Linked DNA regions of Hordeum vulgare: region 2 is linked to region 1. A link is a contact called in public Hi-C data. All regions are on one chromosome and are shown on one strand. The core of a region is the stretch at or near the end of the contact, and the rest is flanking DNA. Distances in the headings are between cores, read along the strand shown. Region 1 holds the start of LOC123452393 (proteasome assembly chaperone 2). Region 2 holds the start of LOC123452396 (thioredoxin-like protein HCF164, chloroplastic).

What was found. Hi-C and Micro-C count contacts between places; a contact is called where the count stands out from the background.
Region 2: a Hi-C map of seedling shows a contact between it and region 1, with 2.6 times the contacts expected there. The contact joins the promoter of LOC123452396 here to the promoter of LOC123452393 in region 1. A contact is called at or near these places in 2 of 6 Hi-C or Micro-C datasets (leaf and seedling).

The regions. Positions count from the first base shown.
Region 1 is chr5H:533,630,343-533,637,492 of MorexV3_pseudomolecules_assembly, reverse strand. LOC123452393 (proteasome assembly chaperone 2) reads right to left here and starts at 3,257. Exons shown (of 8, transcript XM_045129041.1): 1 at 3,092-3,257; 2 at 2,826-2,991; 3 at 841-899; 4 at 604-722; 5 at 281-515; 6 at 77-200. The coding sequence starts at 3,151.
Region 2 is chr5H:533,785,000-533,792,149 of MorexV3_pseudomolecules_assembly, reverse strand. It overlaps LOC123452396 (thioredoxin-like protein HCF164, chloroplastic), which reads left to right and starts at 3,544. Exons shown (of 5, transcript XR_006632593.1): 1 at 3,544-3,824; 2 at 3,986-4,210; 3 at 6,747-6,850.

The DNA.
Region 1 (7,150 bases), core at 2,008-4,507:
TAACTATATGTTTGTGATTAGTGGGTTCACTCCAGAGTAAAAGGGGAAAAGTGCTTGAGGTGATATAGAGATATACCGTGGAATTGTTCAGGGTCTTGACCTCGAAGTTTGCATACTGCTTCTGCTAAGTGGAAAGATTCTGGCATATTGTCCCCTTCTGAACAGTAGCATAATACACAGCTAACTTTCAAACCTTTGGCCTATCATAACATAGGGAGATGTTATAACAGCAACTTTAAATGACAAAATACTTTATTAGAGATAAAATAAAATCAGATACCTTGCAGGCAAAGAATAGAGCTGCAAATGGCAAGGTCGCATAGTAATCACTTGCGGTCATCTCTTCAGGATCCTCAGCCATATCTTCTGAAAGAACACCGCCCTCAACTAGACTAGCAAGACATTTCCACAGTCGCTGAGATGGATCATATTCCTCAAGTTTCTTCCACCCTAGTTTCTCACATTCTGGATCAGAACCATCCTCATTGCAACTTGAAAGGTAATACAGCATATCACTGCATGATGAAACGTGTTAATGGCACAATCTTGAAAGAACATCCAAATCCAAAATATGGAATCTGGGTAGCAAGACATTTCAAATACCTGGATGCATCAATTACTCTTCTCTTGCCAGAGTCTAAACTTGAAAGAATAACAACATGGTCCTTCCCAATGCTACTGATGAAATTAGCAACATTTTTTGCAAACGAAACCATCATCCCCTGCATTTGTAACGAGAAATCAAAGTGGTCATATTATATTCACTGGTTAGATACTGCTACCAATTCGCAAATTATAGGAAGATGGCAGCATATGCCAAAAGAGGTAAGCTCAGCATACTGTAACAATTGGAGACCTTTGTTGAATGAAAGCCAGCCCATGAGACATTGATTCATACTCTGCACGCAAAAATGAGAAAGCAGGTGAGTCTGCATGCCATACCCGTATTTCAGCAACTAACTAGGTAGAGACATATATTGAATTCATGCTCCAACCAACTCATCCAAAAGTCCGAACTGATGGAGGGAGGCGGGCAATATATTTCAACACCCCCCCTCACATCTAGGTTATTTTAGTCCTTAGACGTGGGATCGATGTAGGTCGCAGAATCGTTTAATTTTAGTACTGCGTTGGCAGGGTCTTGAACTCAAGACTTCCTGGCTCGGATACCATATTGATTTCATGCTCCAGCCAACTCATCCAAGAGTCTGAACTGATGGAGGGAGGCAGGCAATATATTTCAACAACATATTCCAAAACCAGCACATATTTGTGTGTTTATCATTTATCTCTCCCTCCCTCCCTGCCTCGGAACAAACAATCTATGTCTAAAACAATTGATGTGCATAGCAGATACAAGCATACAGTATGCACAGCACTGCAATCTCTTTTTATAAAAACTTATTTGGTCCTGCTGATAATAACAATTTAAACATTTGCATTGACATTGATACGCCTGTTGTTCTTAATGATATAGATAGGACCTTGCTTAGTAGAGGAATTAACATTAGAGGAGATTAGAATGGCAGTTTTTCAAATGAAAGAAATAAAGCTCCTGGGCCAGATGGTTTTCCTGCTGAATTTTGTCAGCATTAATGATTTATTGTTCATGTTTAATGAGTTTATCATGTTAGGTTAGGCCTTGCGAGATTTAATTATGTGATTTTGACTTTATTGCCAAAGGGTGTTGGAGCTGACACTATTCAACAATACGTATCTATATGCTTATTTGATGTTTTGCTTATATATTTTTTTTTAAAATAGTGAATAACGGGGCTGTAGAAGTTGCTGAGAAAATAATTGCTCCAGTACAGACAGCACTTATTAACGGTAGGTTCACTTTAGATGATGTAAGTATACTGTATGAGCTTTTAGATGAAATTAATAGAAGAAAATCAGATGTTAGCCTTTTTACTGGATTTTGAAAAAGCTTATGACAAGATTAACTGGTCTTTTTTTAAGGTTTGTTCTAGTTAAGAGAGGGTTCCTTGGGAAATATATATATAATAGATCATACAAACCATAACTAGCAGCAGAGTTAGCTGTTGTGGTTAATGACCAAATAGGACCTCTTTACTAATGATCCTACCCAAATAATTGTACAGAATTCTCACTGGAAGTCATGGTAGGCTGAATTGCAGAGAGGATGAAACAAACAGGTATTACAATCAGCGGCACTGCTTCTTTCTAAGGTGGACATGGAGTTATACAATCGAGGCAGAGACTGGGGACTAACAACTCTCAGGATTGTCGTGGGGTGATCCGGAAGATGGTGGTCGTGCAGGCCTCGTATTGCAGATCTATGCTATGTTTCACATGATCAGCAGTTATCTTTGGTAGTTGTTATTTTGCCGCCCTGGTGTTGATGTTTCTTCTGATCTATTCCTTGAGAAGTTAAAACCTAGTGCTCTGCAATAACGTAGTTTGCTCGAAGGGGTATAGTGTTGCGTGGGTCTGTAAGTTCTAAACTGTTGAAATAAAAATCGGGAGCAAAGAGCTCCTTAATTCGAAAATAAAAACAAAACAGTGGCATGTGTGGCAGACAGTGTGTACATGCGGCGCCGAAACACATTCCATCAAACAGTGGCAGGCGTAGGAGACAGAGTACACACGCAACATGGTAAACGCGTTTCATCGAGCAGCAGCGTGCATAGCGGACAAGAGCACACGCAGCACCGCATTCCAACAAACAGATGGTATGCACAAAACAAAGGCCAACGTTGCAAGCAACTAGTAGTAAATAGCAGCACCACTAACACAATCCATCAAACAATCAGCGAGCACAGCACAGGAGGACAAAGTTTTCGGGATTCGAGAGGCCCTACCTTCGAGCGCGAGCGCGAGGTCGCCGACGGCGTCGGGGCCGAAGGCGTCGTTGCCGACGCAGGGCAGCACGGAGGGCTCGTCGAGGTACGCCACCCGCCTCGCCTTCGCCGACGGTATCAGCAGGTCCACGGCGAGCTGCCCCACGTTGCCGATCGAAAGCGCGGGCTGCACGAGGCCGAGAGGGAGGGGGCGGGTCAGCAACGTCAGAAACCAGAAGGAGACACCGTTACCAAAGATAGATTTCGGAGGAAACTGGCATCCAGACCATGACGAGCGTGGAGCAGGAGGGCGAGAACTGCTCGCCGTCGACGAGGGCGAACTCCATCGCGGCGGGGGCTGGATCGGCGGCTGCCGCGGTCGGGGCCCGAGGGTTTCAGCTTGCGCCGGAAGTTGGGGAACTGAGACGAGAGAACAGAGCGGAGGAGCAGAACGCTGCCCTTCTGCCTTCGCTTCGCTGACTTGTTTTGGGCCGAGTCTGGTGGGTCGTGGACATGTACCTTGCCAGGCTGACAGAGAGTGTAGCCCAGCTCATGATCCTCGTAACTGAGAAAATTGTACCGCATTTTCAGGAGCTTTTCTTTTTTTACTCAAAAAAGGAGCTTTTCTTTTTTGAGAAACACATGTAATTTTATTCATACTCATAAGAATAACATGTACTCCCTCTGTAAACTATTATAAAATCGTTTAGATAACTACCTAGTGATATAAATGCTTTTATATTAACTTACAGAGAGAGTACAGTGACTTGGATCCGACATTCAAGAAAATGTGAAGTAACTCCTATGACTAAGAAATACAATGGAATCTTTTGAAAACATCTTCTTCGCGGTATCAATCTCTTCTCAAATAAATACTCAAAATACTTCGGTAAAGAGGCTGTAATTGGGCTGGCTCAACAATATTGTCTCTCTTTTACCCGCGCGAACATTATCAATAATGATTTTTAAAAGCACATTGAGGCATCCATCCAAAAAGATGGAAAGCCTCGATCCACGAACGTACATGGTCGATTGGTTTTTGTTTGCCCATCTGTGGAAGATACTAATATTTCAGGAAAAAGAACCAGATTTTACTAGTTTTGGTTTTTAAGTAAAAATAAAAAAATATTCAGAAATAGTCATAAATTTACAAAAACATGTCCAGGAATTAAAAAAAGAAGTTCATGCCTTTCTAAAAAAATGTACATGAATTTACAATTTTCATAAACTAAAATATCATGAATTTGGAGAACTGTTCAAATTTTTGTTTTTAAATTAAAAATATTGATGAATTTTGAAATGTTCATGTACTGAATAATAATTAAATAAAGGAATAAAGACAAACGAACAGCAAAAAAGGGGACACAGCCAAACACCCGGTTGATAGAAAGCGTGAAAACAAAACAAACAAAAAAGGAAAAACGATGGAGGACACTCTAGAAAGTTTCTAAAACTAGAATAAGCCCATAATGTTCTCTTGTTATAAGGGCTGACCCATTTAGGACGAAGGAGCGACCGGGGATGTCAAATGTGCCTTGTATGGGAAAAATAAACTATTTGATACCTTAACGGCCAAATAGGGCACACATTTTCCTGACAAAATTGTGTAGAGTTCTCCTTGAAAAATGGCCGACCGTTGAAGCAAGGTGAAGTGAATATAGTAGTTTAGATATTTCGTCTTCTTTTGCGAGCCATAGATTATCAGATGTTAACTTTATTGGCTAGCATGAGATTACTAGAATCGTAACTTTAACACTTACGGATATTTCATTGATGCCCTGCACATCTGCACATGTGGCCACATAATCTAATGTCTGGTTTCTAATGCTTAAGAAAATACTCCATCCTTCTAACAATTTAAACAAAAACCATGACAATTATTTTGAAACTGGAGGGAGTAACCATACAACAAAAGCATGCATAATTCTACTACAACAGCCGAACGAAACACAGCCCTTGCTCTGTTTTTGCCGACGTGACCTAAAACTTGTGGACGAATAGTAATGATTGTGTTCAAATCATTCGAATTTTATGCAGCGATGTTGTTCGCTTTCTAAGCATTGGGACAAAAGATTCCTTAATGCGATGATTGATGGCATTCATGGGCCTACCTTATTTCTATGCGACCTCCTTGTCAAGGGGAGGATCTAGTGGGGATACCGTAGGTGCCATGATAACCTCTCTAATTAAAATTGTAAAAGACTTACACTATATATTTAACACTAAATATCTAATAAATTGATGCTATTTTAAGACTGTTGAGGTTATGATGATGTTTAAACCAAATTATACTATTTGTACTTTTGTAGTGTAAATTTTCATAAAATTTGAATTGTGGCACTCTCAGGCTGAGGTTCTACGTATGCCACTGTAGTACTTCTTTGGCCCCTTGGCCTCAAGGCGTCTTCTATCGTTTTTTTGGGACTTCTGGCCATGTTTGTTTTGTTGGGCCAGTGGTATTATTTTACTTGTGGACTTTTGCTTGGCTTATTGGTTTATCTATTTACCTTGGTGAAATCCAACTCGTTATAAGACACACCGCCCCTCTTTGAAACAGTTGTGTCAATCATGATTTTTTTTAGAACCAATCGATGTGACTGTATGAAAAAAATTGATATGGTTGACTAGAGGGGATGAATAGGCAAGTACTAATTTTTAGCTCTTTTAAACAAATTAGGTTAAGTAACAAATATGTTGTCTAGATATGCAACTAGATGAACAACCTATATGATGCTAACAACAACAACTAGCAAGCAATCCAAATATTCAACATGATAATAACTTGCACAAAGTAAAGGTAACAAGTAACCACAAAAAGAACCAATGGAGACAAGGATGTATTACTGAAGTTCCTTCCCTTTGAAGGGAGTACGTTTTTGTTAGAGCGTGTGGAGACACAATGCTTTCCAAAAAGCCACTAAGTCCATCGTATTCTCCTCATGCCCTCACTCAATGCGAGGTATCGTGATTCCACTAATGGTGCTCTTGAAAGCGGCGATCGAACATTTACAAACAAGATTGGGGCAATCTCCATAATTTAATTGGAGGCTCCCAACGCACCACGAAGCTTCACCACAATGAAGTGTGACTTCGAGGTGTCCTCTCCAGTCTAGGGTGCTCAAATACGCAAGAGTAACAAGATCCACAAGGGATTAGTGTGTGGAATTAAATTTATCTTGGTGAAAGTGTATATCAAGGCCTTCTCCTCCAAACCCTAGAGCATCAACAAGTTTTGATGGCTAGGGAGAGAGATTGGGCGAAAATGAGCTTAGGAGCAAGAATGGAGCTTGTGGGAAAGAGGTAAGTCAACTTGGGGAAGAAGATTCACGTATATAGAAAGGGGGTGGATCCAACCGTTATGCCCCTTCAGCTCATGCATAAACGATAGTACTGTTCGGGCGAGCGGTACTTCCACTGGCACGATAGATTCCACCGCAACGTGCAACTTAGAGGACCAAGGATGCGGCGGTGTTGCGGGAGCGATACTACCGCCAGGTGCTGCAAGTGCGGGTGAAACTATGATAGTAGAATAAGGCAGCGCGGTACTTCCACAAAGAGCGGCACTACCGCTCTCACTACTGCCGTTCTACTACCACTCAAAGGAGTGTGATATCGAGAGAGAAAAATGTAAGCGGTACTCCAAGCTAAGAAGATACTTGTAGTACCACACAAGCGGTACTACCGCAGGGTTAGAGCGGTACTTCCGCTTAGTACTTGCGCCTACACCGGGAAGTGGAAGTGGGATAGTAGATCGAGCTGTAGAACTGCCCGAGCGGTAATACTGCTCTCTACTACCATCCAACTTCCGCTGTAAGCCGAGAGAGCACAATATAAGCGGAGATGGTAGCAGCACTGAACTGCGAGCGGTACTACCATTGGTCAGCACGGTACTACCACTTAGCTGCCTCTAAAAAACACAAACATAGGGGGATGAAACCCCAAGTGTGGAAAAGGAAAATGGGGTGTAAAGTGACTGTGTATGTCTTGATTTCATCCTAACATTTTAAAAAACGGATCCCCTTTTGATTGTACGGATTACCTATGACTCAAGACCACCAAACGAAAATCGTCGAAAAATAACCGTCTTCTCTCTTAAAAACCAAGGGGAAATAAACGGTCTCGTGCCGTGTGATAATCTCTAAAACTAAATGCACACGATTAGTCCGCAAAACATATTATCATCACTCACCAAAACCATTTAGGAAAAATACATCCTAACGGGAGGGGGAGCCCCACCTGAATATGTTATTCAAACGGTAACACTATACAAAATCATTTACATAGTTGAATTACAAGGGCACATTCACACATCAAGAGATATAAAGTTGCCACGACGATTCAACCAC
Region 2 (7,150 bases), core at 2,295-4,794, 150 kb before region 1:
TGTCCATATTGGCTCCCACATATTCTACGGAGATCTCTATCGGTTGAACCTCTATGTCAAGGATTCAGTTAATCACGTATGATGTTCCCTTTGTCCTTCGGTATGTTACTTGCCCGAGATTCGATCGTCGGTATCCCCATACCTAGTTCAATATCGTTACTGGCAAGTCTCTTTATTCGTTCCGTAATACAAGATCCCGTAACTAACTCCTTAGTCACATTGCTTGCAAGGCTTGTTGTGATGTTGTATTACCGAGTGGGCCCCGAGATACCTCTCCGTCACATGGAGTGACAAATCCCGGTCTTGATCCATGCCAACCCAACAGATACCTTTGGAGATACCTGTAGAGCACCTTTATAGTCACCGAGTTACGTTGCGACGTTTGATAACCCACAAGGTATTCCTCCGGTGTCCAAGCGTTGCATGATCTCATGGTCATAGGAACACATACATTGACATGCAGAAAACAGTAGCAATAAACTGACACGATCATATGCTATGTTTATAGTTTTTGGGTCTTGTCCATCACATCATTCTCCCAATGATGTGATCCCGTTATAGAGTGATAACACTTGTCTATGGTCAGGAAACCTTGACCATCTTTGATCAACGAGCTAGTCAATTAGAGTCTCACTAGGGACAGTGTGTTGTGTATGTATCCACACATGTATTTGAGTTTCCAAATCAATACAATTCCAGCATGGATAATAAACGATTATCATGAATAAAGAAATATAATAATAACCAATTTATTATTGCCTCTAGAGCATATTTCCAACAACCAACATGGTGAAAGTGACTAGATGAAATTCCTGTGAGCCCTCAAGAACACTTTGCCTATTATAAGAACCCATTTTGGCCTATCCTTTGCCACAAAAGGATTGGGATACCTTGCTACACTTATTGTTACTATTGCTACTCGTTACTTGTTACAATTATCTTGCTATCAAACAACTTGTTACCGCTATTTCAGTGCTTGCAGAAATTACCTTGCTGAAAACCACTTGTCATTTCCTTCTGCTCCTCGTTGGGTTTGACAATTTTACTTATTGAAAGGACTACGATTAATCTCCTATACTTGTGGGTCATCATGTTCGTCTCCCCCTTCATTTGCTAATCCTTCATAGAGGTGGGGGAATCCTGATTTTGCATGTTCACCGCGTAGTTAGGGCTAGGTTTTCATTTTGTTGTGGTGTGGTTCATATGGAGGTGGCTCCGCCACATCTAACACATATCGACGACTCGTCGACAAAGTCAAGGAACCTATGGATCAGTGTCATCGTGCTTCGACATTCTATGGTGTTTGTTTGATCGTGGGCTTGTTGTTGGCGGCCTCGTCTTTTTCTGGATTTTTCCCCCTAGAGGAAACCGTGGGCTAGGTCACCTGTTCTTGCTCATGATGTTAGCTTGATCGTTGACACGAATCAGGATGTGGCACTCACCGATTTAGCATCTGCCCCGAACTCCCAACGCACACCGCGGCTGGCTACAAATAGAGACATCTACAAGTAGTTTCTTTCTCTAGTTTTGTGTGGGTGACACAACTGTTGTTGTTCTCGTTGCCATTCTCCCCTTTTAGACTATTAGGAGGGAAAAAGCCCTCGTAGTTCCAATTTTATTGAAGACAAAACAAGAGTAATTCAGACAAGCACGCGTCATCCGCATGTTACAAAAGAAAAGTAAAACATGAAAGTTTCAAGGCTAGAAAACACCGGCAACTTATTATATCAGCAAGGTAACTAAAAGTTTTAGTCTCTCCTCAACCGATGCTACGCCGATAAAATCGAGCAGCGTTGTTTTCAATTTCACAAGGATTTTCTCGAGGGCTTAGATGTACTTCTAAGTTTTGTCAATGTCTTTTTTGTCGAAGTGAGGATAATTTTCCTAGTTCTAGATATTTATTTTGTACTCGTTCTTCTAGTAATACTCTAGAAATTAGTATAAAAATACTTATCTATATTTGACCTCACAAGAAAAGATCCTAAGCTTTCCTCCTCCTATTGTGGGTGCCGCCGCCGGTTTGCCTCATCTTAGATGGCCTTTGGGCCATTGAGGTGCGAAGGACCTCGGCTCCGCACCGGCATGAGGGGTCCCGTTCTTGCTTTTATTAGGTTCAACATCTTGGTTAAGGTTGTGTGGCGGCGACCATGTTCCTCAACAGAAATAATGTCTCCCGTGTTTACCCCCGTCCCGATGACGCGTCTAGCTTCATGGGAGGGCGTATGAAGTTTTGTCTTCACCAGCTCTCGCGGGATTCGGTCTGTACTGGTTTTTGGTGGACATGTTTGGATCCGGTCTTTGTCCATCTTCGTGTTGGTGTTTATAGGCTTGGTCCTTCCAATCTACGAATTTCTTCATCGGTGATGGTTGTTGCTCTCGTGCACTAGTCCTATGATGCCTTAGCACGACCTAATGTCTAGTACAACAAGGTTTTTCGGCCTCCAACGAGGGAGGGGCGATAATGGTGGCACACTTTTGGTTCACTTGAGTGTTTGTAGTCGTCTCTAGGTGGTTCACGGACCTGATTGTATATTTTTTATTATCTCTTGTGTTCGTTGTACTGCCATGGTTAAGAATGAATAGATTGGAATTTTCTCGCATAAAAAAATTGATAATTAGAAGCTGTAGTTTTGTCCAATCTATTAAGGGGATACTCCTCCTTATCCTTCATAACACTAAACTTCGTAGTTTTTAAGGCCGCATGGTCAATTGAGGTCTTCAATTTAGAACTGGGTTATCCAAATTTGACCAAGTCAACAATTTCACAAGAAGCTCTCTCATTCAATTTTTAACACACCATGCTCCTTAATTTTAAAGCTTTCTCCTTCAATTGAGGCATACAATTCTAATGTTTTGATTTTGACTTGATCAATCCTTTGTTGTGGCAATGAAATCTCTAATTTCCTTAAGTTCCCCTGTTTTAAAGCCCCCTCATCCAATCCAGATCTTTAATTTGGATTGGATACACAATTGATTGGGTTGTTGTTCCGGGTTTCGTGGTGGGATTTCCATGAATGGGTGGTGTGGTCTTGGTTGAAAAAAAATGAAAGTGTTGCCCATGACACGTTTATCACCAACATAAAACTTGCGTCTAACAATGTAAATAACTTTCTTATGTATTTGTATTGAGTAAAAGATGTTCTTCAATCACACGATCAAAAAGATCCACCAAACACCACAAAAAGAAAATGATGCACTTATGAATGATTCGCCAGGGATTAGTCATAGCAAACATTCTCCTACCAATAACTTCCTGATTTTCATCCTTGGCCCACTCTTCCTGTACTATCTGATAAAACACATACTTCATTATATCCTTTACATGTCAAACAAATCAACACTAAATAATTTCTATAACTTTAAAAAAAATATCACACACACATATATATATATAAATAAAAGATGTACATCCCATAACATAAACGGCGCGACAAAGCATGCACTGTCCTCCTAGCCTACAAAGAAAAATCAAAGAAAAACGAGCACGCTCTTTGCATCGCACGATTAGGGGCGACGTGGCGCGGCCTGCGCCACCCACATCATCATCTTCTCGTTTGACCCGGCACCCCAGGCGGCTCGTCGTCAGTTCGTCCCTCCCTCCCTCCTTCCCCTGTGCTGTGCCATCCCGAAGCGTAAACTGAAAAATGGCGAGTGTGACCTCGAGGTGCTCCGGCCTCCTCCTCCCGGACCTGCGGCCGGGCCTCGCGGGGCTCCGCAGCCGCTCGCCTCCGCCTTCTTCTTCCCGCGTCCATCTGCGCCGGTGCCGCCGCCGGCCGAGAACCCTGTCCTGCGTCGCGCCGCCCGACTCCGCGGAGCCGAAGACGGTGAGTCCTCGTAGCATACTCAAACAGATTCGGGGCAGTGGATAGACTAATCTGGTGCTTCTTTAGCTTCATGCTCATAAGAAACAGAAGTAAAAAATTCCAGTCAGATAGCAGTATAGCATGAACCGTGAAGTCATTCCTGCTCCCGTTTGCTTCCACAGGACGAACAGCAGGTGAAAGCTGAGCTGGGTGAAGAGAAGGCTCAGCCAAGCAGCAGCACGCCCCAGGAGGCTGCTGTAGACCCACCTGTTCCAGACAGGGGTCTCAACAGACGGATAGCTGTGCTCACCACGCTTGCAGCGGTGGGCCTCTTTGGATCCCAAAGGCTCCAGCTTGGCGGGTTTTCTCTCAAAGATCTTGCTGCCAATGCTGTGCCATATGAAGAGGTTAGCGCTTCTTGGCCTTTGTCCTTTGACCCCGAGGAGCTTTGTGCACAGTTCTACACTGAACATGAACAGATAGATAGATAGATACAAACTCTTCAGCTAAATGTCAAACAGCAAAAGGAAGTTCGCTGCCATTTTGTGTATACTGAAATCAGTCTAGTGCGACCCTCCATACGTGTGTCATTTAGTTACTAGATTTTGTGCTTAGAATTGCAGTAATTGGACAACAAAGCATCATCTGGTGCAGTTCAGATCATGGTAGAGTTACAACTCACTGCAAGGGAAATAGTTGCTTTAGATACAACAAAAGATGAGATTCTTGCCGAATCCGACCCAATCAGTATGTCTGTACTAAGGATGACGGCCTGTATCCAGAGTTTCCCTGGGGCGACCCTCCAGATATGTGTCATTTAGTCACTAGATGTTGTGCTTACAATTGCCTGGCTTAGAGCATCTCTAGTAGAACCCTCAAACCCTTAAATCTAAAACCAGTTTTAAGGGTTGAGAATTGGCCATTTTTGACACTTTTAAGGGTTGAAAAACAAGGGCAAAGACTAGAACACTCAAACCCAACCCTTATAACGGAATATTCCGTTATAAGGGTTGGGTTTGAGGGTTCTAGTCTTTGTCCCAACCCCAACCCTTAAAACTGTCATTTCATATATCACACATTTCATCACATTTCATCATATGACATATCACAAATTCAATCACATTTGACATAAAACAATAATCATTCTAGTTATTATTACACCACCGAATAAAACAATAATCATTCAAATTATTACAACAATGTTTGAGCAAATCACAACAATTGTTCGAATCAAATAGGACATAGAAAAGTAAAACAAAGATACATCATAATTCATGAGTAAAACATTTGACAATGGAGATAAAATGTAAAGTGAAATAATAGCAACTTTGGAAGATCATGACAATCTGAAGCAAAATACAAGGTAAGCATATCATGAAAATTTGAAACCAAATTATTACATGCTAACTTATTTTTTAGCAGCAATCTGAAGAAAAATACAAGGTAAGCATATCATGCAAAATCTATTTACTAGCCTCTATTTGTAACTGATTTCTTAGCAGCAAAATCTGCCATGAAATCTGTTATGAAACCTGAAACCTGAAATCATGGAACCTGAAGCAAAATCGGTATCAATTGCACAGGGAAAAACCTGAAACAACTAATTGCACAGGGCATGTATCAATTGCACAGGGCAAAATCTGTCATGAAACCTGAAACCTGAAACCATGAAACCTGAAGCAAAATCTGTTATGACTTGCCTGAAAAAAATTCAGTTGGCTAGAAACTCACATACACAGGGCATGTATCAATTGCCTCTCTGCCAATAATTTTGTTCTACTTATCTAGCAAAACCAGGAAGAATATGTACACTGGAGCTCGCGAGGGCACCATGGTAGAAGTGTGGAGGTGGAGAAGGATTGGAACAGGAGCTCATCGGGGCGTCGGGGAACTGCTGCAGCGGCGAGGTGGGCGGCTCAGGCCGGGGCGGGGCGCAGGGGCGGCCGGGGCTGGCGCAGGGGCGGGCGCGGGGCCGGCAGGGGCGGCCGGGGCGGCGGCGGGTGCCTCCATGGCGGCGAGGCGGGCGCGAGGAGGCGGCGGCTGGAGACGGGAGCGGGATGAAAATCCCTCCCGCGCTGGAGAGGAAGCGGAGTGCGGGTTGGGAGGAGGAAACTCCTCCCAACCCTCACTTCTACAGGTTCAAAACAAGTTTGAGGGTTGGACCTCTAAATTATTTTACGGATTTGAGGGTTTAGGGGTTCTAGTCTATCGTTTTTTTCCGACGAAAACTGTAAAAAAGCGGTTATTTTTAAGGGTTTGAGGATTTGAGGGCTCTACTAGACTTGCTCTTAGTTGTAGATGTTGAGGTATAAATGCATAGCCCACCTTTCCTCATTAGCTTGAGTTTTTTGGTGAACTGGCTGGTGCGTGCAGTCTACATGGCATCAGAGCTAGGAGGTATTGAAGGTCTTGAGTTCAAGACACGGTTGACCCAATTTAAAAATTAAAAATTTGCAGCCCACTTTCGGTCCATGTTTAGGGCTGAGGGAGCCTCACGTGAGGGGGAGTGTTGACGTATAGCAGTTCTATAGTACACATATTAAGTCGAATATCTAATGACTGGTCATATGCCCATTTGAATGTTAATCCAACGAAGGGTTGCTTTCGAGAATGCATTACTCAAGTTGTAAGGATGTTAGATATTTTTGGGGAAGATGCCAGAAACTGATGGGTTTGTTTATTTGCAGTTCATTGATTTGGTACTGCTTCATGTGAAACCTTGCTTCTGTACCTGTATGGGGTGACCATTAGTAAACTAGTGTTCATAGTATGTACACTATGATGAATCGATTTCATGTGAAATTGACAAGAAATCCTATTATGACTGAGCCTCATCTTTATCTGGTTGCGCTGACTACATTTATGTCGCATAGAGAAATGCATCTTTGAATTGCATGCTTGTTTGCTTTCAAAATCTAATTAACATGAGAAATGCATCTGCAGGCTCTCTCAAATGGCAAGCCCACTGTTGTCGAGTTTTATGCGGATTGGTGTGAAGTTTGTCGAGAGTTAGCTCCAGATATTTACAAAATTGAGCAACAGTATAAGTAAGCTGCCTTCAACATTTTTAACTTCTATATATCCCATAGAAATAGCAACTATGATTTGGTTCCTTCATTGAAGAATTGATGGGTATTTATGCTTTTTTACTGATCGTAATGTGCACCTTCCATAGAATACAGCTCTGTAGCTGGACAGCTATACCAATACAGTGCAAGTGTATGCAGTATAATACACTTGCCATACCCATACTAAAGAATACTTAAAGTTCATTAGTGAGTCTAGACATCAATAATTCAACTCTGAGCTACACCCAGGTGCATATCCACTTGATTTTCTATGTGCAT